Linked DNA regions of Mus musculus: all the other regions are linked to region 6. Evidence: chromatin contacts called from public HiCAR-type and promoter capture Hi-C data. All regions are on one chromosome and are shown on one strand. The core of a region is the stretch at or near the end of the contact, and the rest is flanking DNA. Distances in the headings are between cores, read along the strand shown. Region 1 holds the start of Psmb2 (proteasome (prosome, macropain) subunit, beta type 2). Region 2 holds the start of Taf12 (TATA-box binding protein associated factor 12). Region 3 holds the start of Ythdf2 (YTH N6-methyladenosine RNA binding protein 2). Region 4 holds the start of Clspn (claspin). Region 5 holds the start of Ago3 (argonaute RISC catalytic subunit 3). Region 6 holds the start of Rbbp4 (retinoblastoma binding protein 4, chromatin remodeling factor).

Region 1 (2,709 bases), core at 19-2,518, 2.7 Mb before region 6:
GTGTGTGAAGTGCCTTCAGAGGACAGAGATACACCAGAGTTGCTGATAGCTGTCTTCCAGTTGCCTTATGGGTACTGGAAATTGATTCCAGGTCTTCCAGAAGAGCAGCCAGTGTTCTTAAGCACGGGTCCATCTCTCCAGTCCATCCCTAATTTCCTATCTTACTCTTTCCAAAATATTTCATGTAGGGCATGTGGATCAGGAATTTAATTCTAGCACTGATGAGTTAGAGGAAGGCAGATTTTTGTGAATTTGAAGTTAGTCTGGTCAACACAATTAAATTAGTTCCAGGACAACCAAGGCTACATAGTAGTAATACCCCATCTCTCAAAAAAGGCCGGGTGGTGGTGTCACAATACATTAATCCCAGCACTCAGAAAGCAGAGGCAGGTGGATCTCTGAGTTCGAGGTCAGCCTAGTCTATAAGAGTGAGTTTCAGAGTAGCCAAGAAATCCTGTCGGGACAAATCAAAATATAAAAAATAAGTAAATAAAAGTGAACATTTAAAAATTTGTTGGGATGAGGAACTTTGGGGAGGGGGGCAATGGCTGGAGTGTAAATAAATACTTTTTTTTCCCATTTTTATTAGGTATTTAGCTCATTTACATTAATAAATACATTTTTAAAATAATATTTTAAATGTAATGAAACAGAAGTATAGTAAAATATTTAAATTTAAAATTTTTTTTAAAAATTATTTGTATTGGGGATGAACGCGCTAGTGTGATGGTCAGAGGAAAACTTTGGGGAGTCTGTTCTTTCTACCGTGGGTTCGAGGGACAGGCTTGACTAACGTGCTTTCTGCCTCTGTCTATCCAGTACTAGGATTTCAAGAGGGAACCACCGCCAAGTAGGTTTTTTGTTTGTTTGTTTGTTTTGCTTTTGAGATGTGTTGTCCTAGGCTGCTCCCCTGGTCCTTAACTCTATGGCTCGGGGAAATTGTTCTTCAATCTGGCTTGCAGGGAAAATTTTCCCGTTTGTTTAACGAGCAAGGAAATGAAAACCAGAAAGCTGAAGACCTCCTCTCCTCTGTAGCACCCACACGTGCTGGTACTTCTTACACAGGGTACGGCTTGATTTGCGTGCAAACTCTAAAATTCGACTTGGTAGATAAGGAAACGCAACGCCCCATCACCCACAGCTACGTTTCCAAACCACACCTCTAGACCAGCCCACTCCGCAATCTCAGCGCGGAAAAGCACCCAAGCTCCCGCCTGCTCTCTCGCGAGAGGTGACGTCATTGGGCCGCGCCAGTGACTGGGCCGTCGCGCGTCTTGCGTCACCCCCAGCTCAGTCCGGGTGTGCTGTCTCACTGGTGAGGTCGTGTACCCGGGAAGTGTCCCTGTCCGTGGCCTCTGCAGCCTCCCGCTTCCCGGCACCATGGAGTACCTCATTGGCATCCAGGGCCCAGACTATGTCCTCGTCGCTTCCGACCGAGTGGCCGCCAGCAATATTGTCCAGATGAAGGACGGTGAGAGGAAGCAGGGGGAGGCCCGGCGGGCCTGGCTGGAGGGGCAGTCGGCGGGAGTTGGTGAAGGGGACCGTGGGCCTCCCTCTGGGCAGCTTGGAAGATGGAGCCCAGTGTGCTCTGCCCTGCTGGCACTGCAGGATTGAGAAGCCGGGGGAGCCGGCAGACAAGCTTAGGGCTCTAGTTTGGGATTCTGGGTCAGATGAGGCTTGCTAGGTGAGAGTTGCTCAGCGTGAGGGAATTAAGTTTATGAGAGCTCAAGTGTGTGCCCGGCGCCTCCAATTTCTGAATTTCTGGCAAGTTTCAGTCGCCCCAGATAGAAGTTATAATTTGTGGGTGCCCTAAGGTGGGATCTTGGGGAGAGTGAGACTCCCCAGAGTTTGGCATTTCCACTCTGCTTCCGCTGTCTTCAGTGGCTCACCTCAGAGCCTCTTCCGCCTTTCCCTGGCTGCTAGATTTTACTTGTCGTTAAATAGTGGAATGCAGCAGAGATGGCCTCTCTTTATTTGCTCTGTGAGTTTTGTACGTTATTTTTTTTCCCGTGCCCAGATTTTCTTATCTCTCAAATTACTAATAACCAACTCAAAACTTGTTGAGAGGATTGAGTGAAGGAGTTAGCATTGGACAAACACTTAACAAACTGAAGCATATATGTATCAGGTGTGTCCATCGTTAACATTTTAATTTGTTAAAAGTTTGGCTCTACTATGTGCCCTTCTTGCAGTTAGTTTTGGAGACAGAATATGTATAACTAAGATGTATAGATATAGTATATATTATATATAACACACATGCATATATATGTGTGTGTGTGTACATATATGTGTGCGTATACATATCTATGTATGTGTATATATGTATGTGTGTGTGTGTATATGTGTGTATATGTACAAAACTTTCTTAAGGAGATGTTGAAATAACTCAGTAGTAAAGATGCTTTTGCCCAGGCTTCACAACCGGAGTTTGGTCCCAGAACCCAGATGGCAGAGGAAGAGACCCCACCCCAACATCCTGCAGGTTGTCCTCTGACCTGTGCACCTGTTCTGTGGCAATGTGCACCTGTGCAGAACAAGAGAGAGAGTCTCTAAATAAATAAATAAAAATTTTAAAATTATCAAAGAAAAAGTTTCTAAGCTTACAGGTGGTAGAACCTAGGTTCAAATCTGTGTAATTTGGGACTGAGTCTACAATTCAGTGGCAACATATGTTTCGACCATATACAAGGCCCCAGCCTCAGCACT
Region 2 (2,700 bases), core at 131-2,630, 2.9 Mb after region 6:
TTTGCTTGTTTTTTTGAGACAGGGTTTCTCTGTGTAGCCCTGGCTGTCCTGGAACTCACTCTGTAGACCAGGCTGGCCTCAAACTCAGAAATCTTGCCCATGCCTCCCAAGTGCTGGGATTAAAGGCATGAGCTAGCACTGCCTAGCGCCTGTAAACTCTTAAGGACAATGATGACTGACTTCCCCAACAGGATATACCCAGCACACAGCAAAAAACAAAAACAAAAACAAAAAAACAGTTTAGTACATCCAAGGATGCAAGCACAAAAACTGATTGGCCAAACTCTGAGAACCATGATAGAAAAATAAAGCTGGGGCTTGAGAGGTGGCTTTCTCTCGAACCTGGCAGTCTTGCAGAGGGCCTGGGTCAATGCCAGCAGTCACATGGTGGCTCACAACTATCTGTAACTTCAATTGCAAGGCTTCAGATACCCTCTTCTGACCTCTTTGTGCACCAGGAATGCACATGGTGTACATATATAAATGCAGACAAAACACTTTTCCGCATAAAATAAATCCAAAAAGAAAAATAAGGTTATAAACAGTTTGCCACTTAATGGTTAAGCCCTTGCATCCAGGATTTTGGACCAAGAGGGTGGATGAGCCTAATGGGATGAAGATACAAAGATAGAATGGATTCTTTATGGGCAGGAACCGTTGATAGCTCTGAGATGTCAGACTTCTATACACTCGTTTGCGAGATCTCTATTTTACTAAGAATCCTTGCCGGGGACTGAAACTGCCTGTTGCTTACATGCCTAGCAAAAAAAAAAAAAAAAAAAGTACTCAAATCTCAGGGCTTAGTGGTTTAACAGTTACTGTACCAGCCCGGGCTTTGGAGTAAGAATTTTCAATTCAAGTTGAGAACCTACATCCCTTAGGAATTTCACGTTTCTTCCACTATTACATGACATACTCCAAGTGAGGGACTGAACCAGTCCCTCACAGACAGCTCTCGTCCAAGTGTATGTTGACTACAGATTAACTAATAGGCACAATCAGCTTCTCTAGTCTCCAAGTTCTCGTGCTGGTTGAGAGTCCCATAGTTGGTATCTATGCAGAACTGCGGTCCCATCCTTATAGCACCACAAAGGCACCAACCAAAAATGGCGACTTGGAAGCTCTCCGAGGCCGTCGGTTACCGGTCACGCTCGTGAAAGAGATGAGTCGTAAAGAAACATCTAGGACAGGGATTCACGCCGTGGTAGGGGACGCAGAGTAGACCCACGCCACCAGCAAGCCACACAGAGCAGAAAGCCCGACCTGCCAAGCCAGGCGCTGGGCTCACAGTCCTACCACGTGTTGTAGTACCATCTGCGCCTGCGCTAGTGAGGCGCGCGCCCGGCGGCCGGAAGAGCCGCGCGTTTCCGGGTTGGAGGCGGGGAGCGGTGCCGGAAGTGCTTGGGGAGGGCCGCGCAGTCGGACCGGCTGCTGAGACGAAAGCTTCACTGGGGCAGTCTCCGCATATCATGGGGAGATAGACGCTGCTGCCTGTGAGTCTTGGGCCCTGGCAGTTGAGGACGAAGAGCGGGAGGAGGGTGTCAGGACCCAGACCCACAGCGGGTCAGTGCTGGAAGAACTAGGCTGTGGAAGAGACGGGGCTGAGGAGCCCAGGCTCTTGGGACGGGACTTGAGGGGTTCGGGCTCGCAGAAGCAGCGGCTGTTGGGGACTCGAGCTCTGAATGAGAGACTTAGGAAACGGGGACGGATGTGGATTCTGCAGCATCTGAGGGAAAGCCTTCTGAGAGGGACAGGATGGTGAGGATCCCGCACTTTATAGGAGGCGAGGGTAGGAACGAAACGGGGCGTGAAGACACAGGCTCCAGAGAGGTAAAAGTGGAGCCCGAGAGGACTCGGGCTCCTAAGAGACAGAAGCGGGACAGTAAAGTCCCAGCTCCTAAGGATTCAGAAACCGGGCAGCAAAGACTTGAGGACTGGAGCTAGAGAAGGAGGCAGAGAAGACTTGAATTTGAAAGGGAATCGAAGCGGGCAGTGAGGACTGGGTCTTCTTTGGGGACAAGATCCGGGCTTTCAGACTCAAGAGTTTCTGGAGGGACAGAGATGTAAGGACCCGAGCTCCTAAAAGTGAAGGAACTAGGGGGTCCTTAACGGCTGGGAGATCAGCCTTCAAGGGAGAAAAGTTGAAAAGGTTTAGCGATCTGTTCTCTGTACCCGGAGGATTAGGATATATATATTCGGGGGAAGACTTCTTGGCGCTGCCTATTTGGCTTTTGGCATTTAGGCTTTTTCTTGTGTCCGTTACTTAACCTAGAAAAGCCACATGAAACGTCTTCGTTTTTCTTCATTATTGTGAATCAGATGTGAAGCTGAAAGCAGTTTGAACTCAGTTATATACTTGATAAGTACCTTAAGCCCTGTTCCATTCAGCCCCCGTTGAGCACAGATCTCTATATCACTAGCAAACTGTCATAGATGGAAGGGCAGCAAAAGAACACTTTGAATTCTTTTACATTTAAGAAAAAGAGGATGCAAAGAGGGATTAGGATCACTGTGAGCCAGATTCTTAGGTTATACAGTACTCTACCATGTACATCGAAGAAGAGATGCTTGCTTGAAATTATTTGAATAAATGCTTTTAGAATCTCTACCCTCAAACTCAGAAGGGATTTTTTTCTAACGGATTTTAATATTTTAGTACCTATTATGTATGGCATTGGCATAAATGTTACAAGGGAGGAA
Region 3 (2,700 bases), core at 98-2,597, 2.9 Mb after region 6:
CACCAGGAAGAAACCATGCTAGTTCCAAGAGTCACTTGGTTTGAAACTCCGGGGAATAACGATGAGCGCCAGGGCTGAAGCAAGAGCCGGACAGTGAAAAAGAGTCTCCACCCCAGAGCGAGCTGATCTTTTTAAAAGGTCAGTGTATTGGCTCCTTCGAATTTCAATTCCCTCCGGCTTTCTCTCCCCGCTTCCTTCACATGTGAGTGACTTCCAGAAAGTGCTCCACGAGGAGGAAACACAAAGGGCTCCTAAGACCTACGAGAAAACTAAGGACCTGGTGCTTCTCAAAATGCATTCCACCCCCGGCCGCTCATGAATTACTCGTTGTTAACGAAAAAAGCTGCCCGCCAGCTGCAGGGCCACACCAAAAGGGGCGACCGCCCCGCGCGCGGCACCTGCGACCCGAGCGGCTTCGGAAAGGTCCTTTCCCCGGGGCGCGTCCTCGAGCCACCGCCCCCACGGCCCGGCGGACCCCCCTCCCCATCCCGGCCGGCGGCCACCCGGAGGAGCGGGGTCTTACCTTTGTTTCCTTGACCTTTTGGTCTCTGCGAGAGGAGGGGACGTCGCCGAGCAGCAAGTCGTCCGAGAAGAAAACGGAAAAGGAAAGACAAATGAACGCGGGGCCCGAGCAGGGAAGAAAGGAACCGGCCTGGGGGGGACGCGTGGTGAGGGGGAGGCGGGGACGAGCGCTAGGCCGGCGGGGCAGCCCCGGCAGCCCGGCCACCCGGCAGCCACACGAGGGAAAGAGAGGAAACGAGGAAGGGAAGCCCGGGCCGCTACTGGGAGGGAGCGCGGCGCGGCCGGCCCGGCCCGGGGAGGAGCGGGAAGAGCGGGCCGGGCGGGAGACTCAGGGCGCGGCCGGTCTGAGGCCCGAATCCCGAGCCGCGAGAGGCGCCCGCCGCGGCCCGGCCAGGAGCGGCGGGCCCGGGCCTAGTCGGGCCCCGTCTCGCCTCACACAATGGCCGAGACATGCGGGCTGGGCCTGTACCTGCTCCAAGAGGCTGCTGGCCGACATGGCTCTCGGATCCTCACGGGGAACGACGGCGGCGGACTCCTCGTCGGGACAGCGGCGGCGGCGGATGAGCCCCGACGACGGGAGCAGAGGGTGCGGCGGCGGCTTTTGTCCCTGACACTCGGAGCCTCGCCTCGGCGGACGCAGCAGAGACACAGCGCGCGACTCGGGCTCCGGCTCCGATCCGGCGACGCTCTAGGCCGCCGAGCTCAACGCCCGTCTCTATGCTCCGGAGCGCGCGCCCGCCCCCTCGCAGCCCGAATGGGGGAGGCCGAGCGGCAGAGGCGGGCGGCGCGCGCGGCGCGAGCGCTGACTCTCACAGTCGCTGACCCACGCGGAAGGGCCCGGCGCGAAGCATCTCGGGAAGGGAGAGCCGCGCCCGTGGCGCCCTCTGCTGGGCTGGAGGAGCGGAAGCGGTGCGCGCGCGGTCTCCCCGCCCCCACCGCCGCCGCTTTGGGCCTAGGAGCCCTGGGTGGCACCGGGGGTCACCACTGGAGTTTTTTGGCAAACACCTAGAGAATAATTGTTTTGTCTTAAGAAAACACGCAGAAGCCCCTTTCTTAATGGGGCAGAGGCTTCTACTCTGTGTAGGACTTGAGCCCTAACTCATAACTGCATTTGATAACTCTCCCCCAATTTGAAAAGGAACCAGAAGAGAGGTCCTAAGAGCTCACAGGGAAAACTTCATGGAGGTCGGCCCAGAAGACACCCGCGCCCTTCCTTAAGACTATTGTCACCTTCCTTCCTCAGGGACTTGAAAAAAACACCCAGGAGCAGTACTTCCACTAAATATTAAAAAGCCGGCCCTCACTGCCCTGCACACAAGACATTTACCCCTTTGACTTTTGAGGGAGAAAAATATACACTCTCTTTTTTTCAGAGAAGTCAGTGACCCCAAAATAATCTAGTAAACTCTGGACTTTATTCCCAAGAAAAAGACACCTCACCCGTATGCACAGTGTCACACACACTTTCTTGAAGTCTGTTGGACCCTAAGAGGAAATATTCGTGATCTAAGGACTGGAAAATGAACGCTATTCCAGTATGTGCTGTGTGCAGGGCTTTGTCATTAAGTGCTTTCTGACACATTAAATTTAAAGACTTTCAACAAGTTCAAAGTGCCTATCAAACAATGTTACAGCTGGGAAAAGGGAGATTAAGCATGCTGCCAAAGTTATCAAGTTATTAAATAGATCTGTGCTTTTGACACAAAGAACAACATAATATCATTCTTCAACAGCTAGAAAAGAAATCCTGTATTCATGAGCTAAGATTCACTGGAGAGCCAAAGGATGAGCAAAGGCAGGTTTTTTTTTGTTTGTAGGGTTTTTTGTTTGTGTTTTGAGACAGGGTGCCTCTAGCTGTCCTCAAACTCACTAGGTAGACCAGGCTAGCCTTGAACTCAGAATTCTGCCTGCCTCTGCCTCCTAAATGCTGTTATCAAAGGCATGCACCACCAAAGGCATTTTTAATTTAAAAAAAAAAAAATCACGAGCTGGGCGTAGTGGTGCATGCCTTTAGTCCCAGCACTCGGGAGGCAGAGGCAGGCAGATTTCTGAGTTCGAGGCCAGCCCGGTCTACAAAGTGAGTGCCAGGACAGCCAGGGCTACACAGAGAAACCCTGTCTCAAAAAACAAACAAACAAACAAAAAAAAAATCACTCTGGACAAGGATATTTAGTAGTA
Region 4 (3,013 bases), core at 91-2,590, 2.8 Mb before region 6:
ACAGAAGTGTAATTTGGGGCAACAGAACAGGAGAAGGGAGATTTTGGAGGATGCTCTCGGTGAGCCTGGAAATCATAAAGAGCAGGTGACAGTGGACGCGAGACGATCACATTACTTCCCTTACACGCTTCCTCCAAAGATTAAGAGAATGATGATTATAAAATTCTGCCCATTGTTTGTCACAAACTGTATGGCCAATAAAAGTCAGTCCTCCAAATGCTGGAGGAAGTGCTACAGATAGATGCATATTTGTGAATCATTGATGTATACGGTCATAGTAAAATAGCCTTTTTTTTTTTAAAAAGGGGGTAAAATATGAGGATGGGACTCTTTTTTGTATTTTTTGGAAGCCTGGAGATTATACCAGGGAGGGCCTCATGCAAACTAACTAAGCAAGAGCTCTACTACTGAGCTGCATCCCCAGCTCAAGACCCTTAGGGGTGTAGAAGTGGGCGGAGATGTGGAGAAATGGAGTTGTTTTTTATCTGAATGTGTATTCAGATAAAGGGGAGACCAGTGTCAGAGGTGACTGTCATCCCTCGTATCCTCTGAGGAGATTCTAGGGATGTGAGGTTTTCCGTGCTAAACCTGGGAAAGTCCTAAGCAAACTGGACAGAGTTGGTCACCATACCAGAATAGGTGAAGGGGGGTGGGGGGAGTTAGAGAGGAGGGGGGTTTGGGTGGGATGGAGGATAATAAATACTCAGATCTTTCTTTCCCTGTGCCAGCTGGTCTCTTTATAATAACTTTGTAAGGAGTTTTAACACTGGCTTGACCATTCAGAAGACAAAAGACAAGTCAGCTGGGACAATACAGTCCAGAAAGGACATTCTTGCCTGCCTATAGAACATGGGGAAGAAAGGACAGAGAATCGACCCGAAGAGGTAAAAACATTAACTCTGCAGGTTAGGATTGCTCCAGGGATGAACTGATGGAGAAAGCCTCCACTGGGGTCTAAGGTTCCCTCAGCAAAAAATTCAGGTGTGGGACACTCCCAGAATCCTGGGAACTTCTTCCCAGTTCACTTCCTGCATTGAAATTTCTCTCCTCTAATTGCATACGGTACGACCCATCGAACGAAGACATAGGTCAAAAGTCCAAGAACATCATTCGCAAGATACCTTCTTTCTAAGCCATAGCGCGGGATCTCTTCGCTCCCCGAGAACCCCCAGACACCCCAAAGCCACTCCTAGATCTGTTTGACAAGAGCAGCCGCAACCCGCCAAACCAACGCAAATTACATTTGCCGGGCAGGCAGGAGGCGCCTCCTGATTGGCAGGGCGATAGGGGTGGGGCCTCGGAGGGAAACCCTCCCTCGGATTGGTGCAAACCCTCAAGGTTGAGCGTTGTACCGCGTCTGGGCGCGAAAGCTCGAACTTCGCTGCCGAGCTGGAGACGGCGGGAGCTGTCGCCGTCAAGTTGAGGTTACTGCAGACACGTTCTCCTGGAGCTGTGCGGAAGGGAGGCCGGAATCATGACCGGCGAGGTGGGTTCTGAGGTGAGTTTAGGCTCTGGTCCGGGCTGTGGAGGCCTTTCGCTGAGGGCCGAGTGGGACAGTCAACCCAGCAGGGCCAGAGCGCCGAGCCGGGAGGACTACAATTCCCGGCGTGCACCGCTCCGAGACCACTGGACTGAGTCTGGGGGCCTCTGGAGGGTCTCCATCTGGCTTCCCGCGCTCAGTCCCCACAGCTTCTGGTTCGGCGGCGCGCGCTGTTGTCCGCCCAGCCGGGTCCTCAGCTTGTCACTGCAGCCCGCCTTGCTCTTTGGCGCGTTTCCTGCCGCGCAAGCTCCCTTTACAGCATCCCCACAAAAAAAAAAAAAAAAAAAAAAAAAAAAAAGGCCTTGGCCAGCCTGGCCTGGAAGTTGTGGGGTGGGAGTCTCTGTAAGCACAGGGTGAGGGGTATAAGCAGTTGGAACTCTGGTTCTGGAAGGAACTTGTAAGGGTGTCGCGCGTGGGCCCACAGTCTTTGCCTACAGTGGCCTGGCTCACAGCGTCCTTCCAGTAGCTGGTGACTCACTAGTGGAATTTGGCCATAGAAAACCTTTTCCGTGATCTGTGTTCTTTTCTGGAGCCAGGACTAGGGCCAAATAGTTGCCTTAAGAACAGATTTAATGGGGGTACCAGAAAAACCTAATCACCAAAGGAAAGCCTTTTTGTTGTTGTTGTTGTTGTTGTTGTTTTTTTTTTTTTTTTTTTTTTGAGACAGGGTTTCTCTGTGTAGCCCTGGCCGCCCTGGAACTCACTCTGTAGACCAGGCTGGTCTCGAACTCAGAAATCCTCCTGCCTCTGCCGAGTGCTGGGATTAAAGGCGTGCGCCCCCACGCCTGGCTATGAAAGCCTTATTTTGACATGAAGTTTTCACGATTAGATATTGAACAAAATAACAGACTTTAATCAAGATCTCGTTGTGCACCAACCTGTCTTTTTGCCTCACTAGGATTTTTTTAAAAAGCCTTAATTTAAATAACATTATTTTCAAAAGGTGGCTGACTTCATAAGCCACACTTTTGCTGACTCTTACTAGAAAGAGAGAAAGAAAGAAAGAAAGAAAGAAAGAAAACAAACATAAAAGTAGGAGACAAAGACAGGGAGGCAAAGTTAGAAGAATGGTATGTGAGCACAATTATGACATGAGTGAGTGTGTGTGTGTGTGTGTGTGACTATCACAGTGGGATCTGAAGGATGGCTCATAAATAAAGACATTTGTTTTGAAGCCTGACAGCGTGACTTCTATCCCCAGGACTCACCTAGTAGAAGAGATTAGATTTTTGCAAGTTGTCCTCTGTCTTCCTTCGGTGCTCTATAGCACACCACTCCCTCTCTAAATGTGCCTACACACACATGCAAAATAATGAAAAGGGGGGCTAGAGTGGTGGCTCATCTGGTAAGAGCACTTGCTGCTCCTCCAGAGGACCTGGATTTGGTTCCTGTCACCCACAACCATCTGTAATTCCAGTTCCAGAGAATCCAGTGTCCTCTTCTGACTTTCATGAGTATCAGGTTTGCACTCAG
Region 5 (2,842 bases), core at 34-2,533, 2.9 Mb before region 6:
ATGCCCTGAACTGATTTGAAGGCCTTCTATGTTGCTAGTTTTAGTTTTGGGTTTTTTTTTTTCTCTTATATTTGGGGACCTTTCAAATTGGCAAGATGAGATATGAAATTCAGTGACTTGCTAGGACATAATAACAAGGCAATCCCCCAAATATATGAAAACAATATATTACTGATCTTGTGGATGGAGAGAACTTTCAAACTGGAGAACAGGGTGACTGCTGGGCCAGCAGGCCGTTATGTAACACCTATTTCATGTTACTCTATCAACTACTTTAGAATCGCTGACTACTTTTTCCTTTTTAAAGACAAGCACTATCCAGGCCGGCTTCCTTTCTCAAGACCTCTTTTTTTTTTTTTTTTTTTTTTCCTCAAGAGACAAATCCTAAATTCCAGATTTCCTGTGCAGGGAATAGAAAATAGAGGGGAAATAGTGTCAGCATCCTGAAGCTCTGCCTTCTAGTAAGCAGTGGTCCAGAGCGACAGGACATCTCCGAGCTCCTCAGAAACTACACACTCAGACACTGAGAACCAGGGGTGGGAGCAATGCCATCTTGCATCTGACGTCGCCCGAGCACCAATTAGAAACGTAATCATTGATTATCTCAGAGTATCCTCAAACTACACTAATAGGTAGATAAGGGTTATGCCTGACTTGTTCTGCATCCATGGGACACACGACCCGGTTAAAGGACAAGCGCGCCCTTTATATTTCCAACAAGAATTCCAAAAGCAAGGGCAAACTTCTCTCCATTCTCAGGGGAAAGCACTCTAGGGGGATGTCATCACCTACAGAACTCCAAACTTAAGCCCTCCTTGTAGTTTCGCCAACTCAATGACCCCAAGAGTGTAGGTCCCTGGGCTGTGGAGAGGACACCCGCATCGGGCCTGAAAGCCCGCAACTCCCTCACTATGTGCGCTGACAGCACCTGAAGTGGAAGGAACAAGGATGCTCAGGGGACAACATCGGGGTAACGACCCCACCTGCCCTGTCCCGCAGCTCGCCTCACCTGCGGAGCCGATTTCCATTCATGGAGCTGGGGGGAGTGCTTCACGAGAGAAGGGTGCCACCACAGAGGCGAGGAGCGGACGCCCTCGGAAAGCTCCGGGCACAAGAGGCACAGTCGGGAGAGACAGACAGCCTGCAGCGAGGTAAGAGCGGCGACAGTCCTGAGTGAGGACGCTGGAACCAGGTCCGGAACTTGCGTCGCCCACAGATGCTGACGCGTGCAGCTTCCCGACCCGCCAGCCGCCCCGCCGCCGCAGCCGCTCGCTTTTCCCGGTCGCCCCCGGAAGCCCGCTCGCGTCACTTCCGCTCTCCGGATCCCGCCCCGCTCTCCCTCCGGGTCGGCAGCTCGCCTGGAGCCAGAGCCTTGCGGGAGCAACAAGGTCTGGGGATCTGTGGGCGGGTGAGCCGGTGCCTGGCTGGGGCGGAGCCGCGGATGGGCGGTCGCCCTGCACCCGCTGTGCCTGACGGCGACAATCCCGAGCGAGAGGCCAGCTTTCCCCGTGCCAGCCTCCCGGGTGAGGACCGCTGCTTGAGGCGACATCGCTGCCTGCCCGCGGAGCTTACCTGAGGTACATCCTACCTGAGAGTGGCGGGTGACCAGCCAAGGGCATCCTCCCTCCCAGCTCCGTCTGCCACACCCGCTTGGAGCACGTGCACTAGGCGGTGACCACAAGTTCAATATAGTTTTTAAACGGATGAACAAGAAACGGGATGTTCCATGTATACCAGATGGAATTACGTTTATGTTTAAACAGTCTCCCAATACGTTGAGGAACCTAAACGACCTTCCGGTGTTTAAACACCTGCTAAACCTTCTCTTCCTTGGGACTCGAGACTTTTACAGCTAAATTGGTCAGCCTCCAGTTTCCCCGATCCGATCCAGTCTGGTGCTTTTCTGCTGACTTGGAACCTTTGGGAGACTAGACCCAGCTCATTATCCGGCAAATAGTCCGTCTTTTAAAAATACTTGGCTTCGTGAAACCAGATACTTCATGCAAGCTTAGCAATGATTCAGTATTTTTCCCCGTGTCCCAATGAACCAGTAATGTTTTGACATATATTTCTTTTTTAAAAAAGAGAATTGAGAAAGATTTTATTTTCACGATCCCTTCCCTCCCCGTTTTGGGTTTTTGGATTAGTCACTTTATCTTTGGACTTTAGTTTCCTCATCAGAAAAACTGAAAGGAAAACAAAAAACAAAAACCTCCCAAATGTTAGTAACAAAAATATTTACAATAGTTACAATTTTGAGGTACTTAATAAATATGCTGACTACATAATAAACATTTAATACATGGAAGTGACTCCAAGCCACATCTAGCACACCAATTCTGCCTCTCTTCCTGTTGACTGAAAAGAAATACTCTTATCACTTTTAAAATATCACATCCTCAGATGAATGAGCACATCTTAAAAGTCATGTTCAAGCTCTGATTATATACAATCCATATTGACCTAAGCCATAAGAACTAAATCTCAGACTTGTGGAAGGACCTATCCTACCCCCAATCTCTTGATTCTGGAACTAGTTCTTTGAATGAATGCAAGCTCAACTAGCTTCCAGAAAAACATGGTGTGGTGACAAACAGCATGCTTTTATTTGTTTTCAAATGTGTGTGGTGGTGTCTGGTCTCTGCACTTCTGGTGTCTTGGAGGCAAGAAGAGGGTGGCAGATTCCTGAGAACTGTTCAAACAGTTGTGAGCCATCCTGGGTGCTGGGAAGCACTTAGGTTCTCTGGAAGAACAGCCAGTGATCATAACCACTGATTCATCTTTTCGAAGGTGCTGCCTTTTTTAACACTGAAGGAAGATTTGCGTCCTTAGAGTCAGTGAA
Region 6 (2,868 bases), core at 156-2,655:
CTTATAAATGACTTGAGAAATCAAATGTTTTGTTGAATAAACTGGACCCAGAATAACTTTTGAAAACGGTCAAGTTTTATATTACATGGCCAACTCCAGTCTTAAGAATGGCTATTCAACTCCATGCTGAGGGAAAAAACAAAAACAGGGCTGGAGAGCTGGCTCAGCGGCTAAGAGCATTGACTGCTCTTCCCAAGGTCCTGAGTTCAAATCCCAGCAACCACATGGTGGCTCACAACAATCTGTAATGGGACCCAATGCCCTCTTCTGGCTTCAGTGTATTCATACAAATAGAGATGACTTAAAAAAAAAAAGTAAAAGAAAAAGAAAAAAAAAAATCAAACAACAACACAACAACAGAGCATGTTTTCTTTGCAGGGTAAATTACAAAATGATCTTCTGTTTTTGACATTATTTCTAGTCGAGGAAAATAAATAGTACTCATAAGCTCTGATAATGTCCCCCCTGAGTGACTGGAGGGCAAAAAAATTAAAATATATGAACTATCAAAAATATTCAAGATTCGCGTCACCTGGTCACATCTGGAAGCCACTGGGCAGTTAAGCTGGGCCACTCCAGGGCATGGGTCATCACCAAATCATAAAGAAAAGGGGTGTTCTTCTTCCATATTTTGTACTCCTCGTTGATCACCCGTTCTTCCACTGCGTCGTCAAAGGCCGCTAAAATGTTTTTAAAAGACAAATCAAGTTAGCGAACGTAAACGGAAAGGGCACAAACCTCTCCAAGCCACCGGCGTAGCGCCCGGATTTTGACAACGAAATGGAGATTCATCTTAATCTCCCAGGTCGCGGGCACCAACGCCACTCTCGGCCGCGGCGGGCCGGAAGTCCTGGGGCCACCCCAGCCGGACACTCCGTTACTCCTTCGGGGGCCGATGGTGTCCAACCCCGAACGAAGCACGGTGGCGCGCGCCAAGTCCGCCAAACCCGGGGAGGAGACCTGCGCATCGAGCCTGGGGATGGAGAGCGGCGCCCCGAGTCTCGGCAGGCAGAGGGACCGGCAGGGAGCCTCGTAGTCGCCTAGGCCGGAGACCTGGCGTCGCCTCGCATCCGCTCCGGAGGAGCTGCTGCGCCGTTAGCCCGCCCCGCCGGGGAGCTCAGTCCTCAGGCCGGCGTCGCTGGGACGAGGCTCGCCAGAGTCGGGCCTGCTCTCCGTCTCAGGCCGCGTAACAGGCCACGACACAGCCCTACAAGCCAGCACCGTCCCTTCCGAGCCGGCCTCGGCACACTCACCTTCCTTGTCAGCCATGGCGGCAGGAGAGCCGGGAGGGGTTGGGGGATCCCGGGGTCGTGCGTTGCAGGAGGGGCGGGGAGGCTACGAGCGCTCCACTCCGCGCGCGCGGCCTCTATTGTTTCCTGCGGCCCGTGCGTAGGGGGCCGGCTCGCGTGCCTTCGCGCCAACACCGACCAATGAGAAAGCGCGGGTCTGAGGGGTGGGCGGAGCATCCGCCTCGCGGCCTATGGAGACGCTCGAGAGTCGTTTTCTCCAGAGTCCCGAGGCGCGCGCGCTCCGCCCCTTCTCTCTCCCCCACCCCCCACCACAGTCCGGAGACTTCCACGGATTGCGCGCGCGCCCCGCCTGCCGGGATGAGGCCCGTGCAGATCACGTGACATACACCCTACACGCTCATGCGCAGCCATCTTCTTAGCAGGCCGTTATGCTGACAACTCCCTCAGGGTAGCGAAAGAATTTGGAAGTGTTTCCGGGTCTGGTTAGCAACTCGGAGGGCCAGACGAGGAGAAAACGCATCACCGTTTAGACTTACAGGTGCCTAATTCAAGGTGGCGTCTTTTAACTGACTCCCTCGGTACTAATAGTGATGAGTGCAGGAAATAAGATGCTGGTCTCTAAAACATGTTATAAAAGCGGCAGGACCGAGCCTGGCAGCCCGGCAGCCCGGCAGCCGCAAGCGGGTATATCCTTCCGCGAGCTTGCAGAATGGAGTCCTGGTCCTTTTAGACCCGCTGCCAAGGGGGTGGGGTGTAGAGCGGAAGTTATGGCGCGGGGCCGAAGTCTGGCTGATGAAGGGCGGAAGTAAGAGTACCAACTCCGCAATCATGGCTCAAGAGGAGGAAGATGTTAGAGATTACAATTTGACGGAGGAACAGAAGGCGACCAAGGACAAGTATCCTCCAGTCAATCGAAAATATGAATGTGAGTAGGTGGCCCACATCTCTTGCATTCGGACAACCTGCGGCTTCCTGCTTCGCCCACTTCTTTGCCCTAAAGGTGCTCTGGCGTGATCACAGTGTGCCCCTCTTTGGACCCAATTTAGGGGGAAAGTGAAGAAAAAGATCACCTTACTAGAGAATGAAGAAACCCGAGGCCGTATCCCCTGCCCCCATCCATTCTAAAAGTCCATGTGTGCCTGAATCACACTTACCTTTGGGGATAGAGTTAAATGGTGTGGCGCTGGTCCAACATTTATCATTGTAAATTATACTTGTGCATTAGTTGTATTTTTAAGTGATTTCTGGGTTGTCCTCGAGTTTCTCCCAGTAGGGAATAGTGTGACCAGGTTAGAGTAATCAAGACATACCTTTTTCTGTGCGTGCGTGCGTGCGTACGTGTGTGTCCACAGCCCAAGATTGGATCTTATTACGTACTGCAACTTTTGCATCACGTTAAATTTTTTTGAAAGATAAAAATTTAGCCGGGGGCTGGTGAGATGACTCAGTGGGTAAGAGCACCCGACTGCTCTTCCGAAGGTCAGGAGTTCAAATCCCAGCAACCACATGGTGGCTCACAACAAGATCTGACTCCCTCTTCTGGAGTGTCTGAGGACAGCTACAGTGTATTTACATATAATAAATAAATAAATATTTAAAAAAAAAATTTAGCCGGGTA

What was found. Promoter capture Hi-C pulls out the DNA fragments that hold promoters and counts their contacts. HiCAR-type assays count read pairs that join an accessible place to other places.
Region 1: a contact with region 6 is called in a HiCAR-type map of astrocytes, with 2.5 times the contacts expected there. The contact joins the promoter of Psmb2 here to the promoter of Rbbp4 in region 6. A contact is called at or near these places in 1 of 39 promoter capture datasets (pre-B cells) and 1 of 115 datasets of contacts at active chromatin or transcription factors (astrocytes).
Region 2: a contact with region 6 is called in a promoter capture Hi-C map of the C10 cell line, with 4 times the contacts expected there. The contact joins the promoter of Taf12 here to the promoter of Rbbp4 in region 6. A contact is called at or near these places in 1 of 39 promoter capture datasets (the C10 cell line) and 1 of 115 datasets of contacts at active chromatin or transcription factors (astrocytes).
Region 3: a contact with region 6 is called in a HiCAR-type map of astrocytes, with 2.9 times the contacts expected there. The contact joins the promoter of Ythdf2 here to the promoter of Rbbp4 in region 6. A contact is called at or near these places in 1 of 115 datasets of contacts at active chromatin or transcription factors (astrocytes) and 1 of 9 other capture datasets (adipose tissue).
Region 4: a contact with region 6 is called in a HiCAR-type map of astrocytes, with 3 times the contacts expected there. The contact joins the promoter of Clspn here to the promoter of Rbbp4 in region 6. A contact is called at or near these places in 1 of 39 promoter capture datasets (liver) and 2 of 115 datasets of contacts at active chromatin or transcription factors (acute myeloid leukemia and astrocytes).
Region 5: a contact with region 6 is called in a HiCAR-type map of astrocytes, with 4 times the contacts expected there. The contact joins the promoter of Ago3 here to the promoter of Rbbp4 in region 6. A contact is called at or near these places in 1 of 39 promoter capture datasets (liver) and 1 of 115 datasets of contacts at active chromatin or transcription factors (astrocytes).

What each region holds. Positions count from the first base shown.
Region 1 is chr4:126,676,375-126,679,083 of GRCm38.p6, forward strand. It overlaps Psmb2 (proteasome (prosome, macropain) subunit, beta type 2), which reads left to right and starts at 1,269. Exons shown (of 6, transcript NM_011970.4): 1 at 1,269-1,471. The coding sequence starts at 1,381.
Region 2 is chr4:132,272,995-132,275,694 of GRCm38.p6, forward strand. Taf12 (TATA-box binding protein associated factor 12) reads left to right here and starts at 1,381. Exons shown (of 6, transcript NM_025579.3): 1 at 1,381-1,493.
Region 3 is chr4:132,210,909-132,213,608 of GRCm38.p6, forward strand. Ythdf2 (YTH N6-methyladenosine RNA binding protein 2) reads right to left here and starts at 1,348. Exons shown (of 5, transcript NM_145393.4): 1 at 992-1,348; 2 at 524-548. The coding sequence starts at 1,018.
Region 4 is chr4:126,555,640-126,558,652 of GRCm38.p6, forward strand. It overlaps Clspn (claspin), which reads left to right and starts at 1,341. Exons shown (of 26, transcript NM_175554.4): 1 at 1,341-1,498. The coding sequence starts at 1,475.
Region 5 is chr4:126,428,259-126,431,100 of GRCm38.p6, forward strand. Ago3 (argonaute RISC catalytic subunit 3) reads right to left here and starts at 1,284. Exons shown (of 19, transcript NM_153402.2): 1 at 1,010-1,284. The coding sequence starts at 1,028.
Region 6 is chr4:129,333,965-129,336,832 of GRCm38.p6, forward strand. Rbbp4 (retinoblastoma binding protein 4, chromatin remodeling factor) reads right to left here and starts at 1,406. Exons shown (of 12, transcript NM_009030.3): 1 at 1,254-1,406; 2 at 533-680. The coding sequence starts at 1,269. It overlaps Zbtb8os (zinc finger and BTB domain containing 8 opposite strand), which reads left to right and starts at 2,004. Exons shown (of 7, transcript NM_025970.4): 1 at 2,004-2,175. The coding sequence starts at 2,079.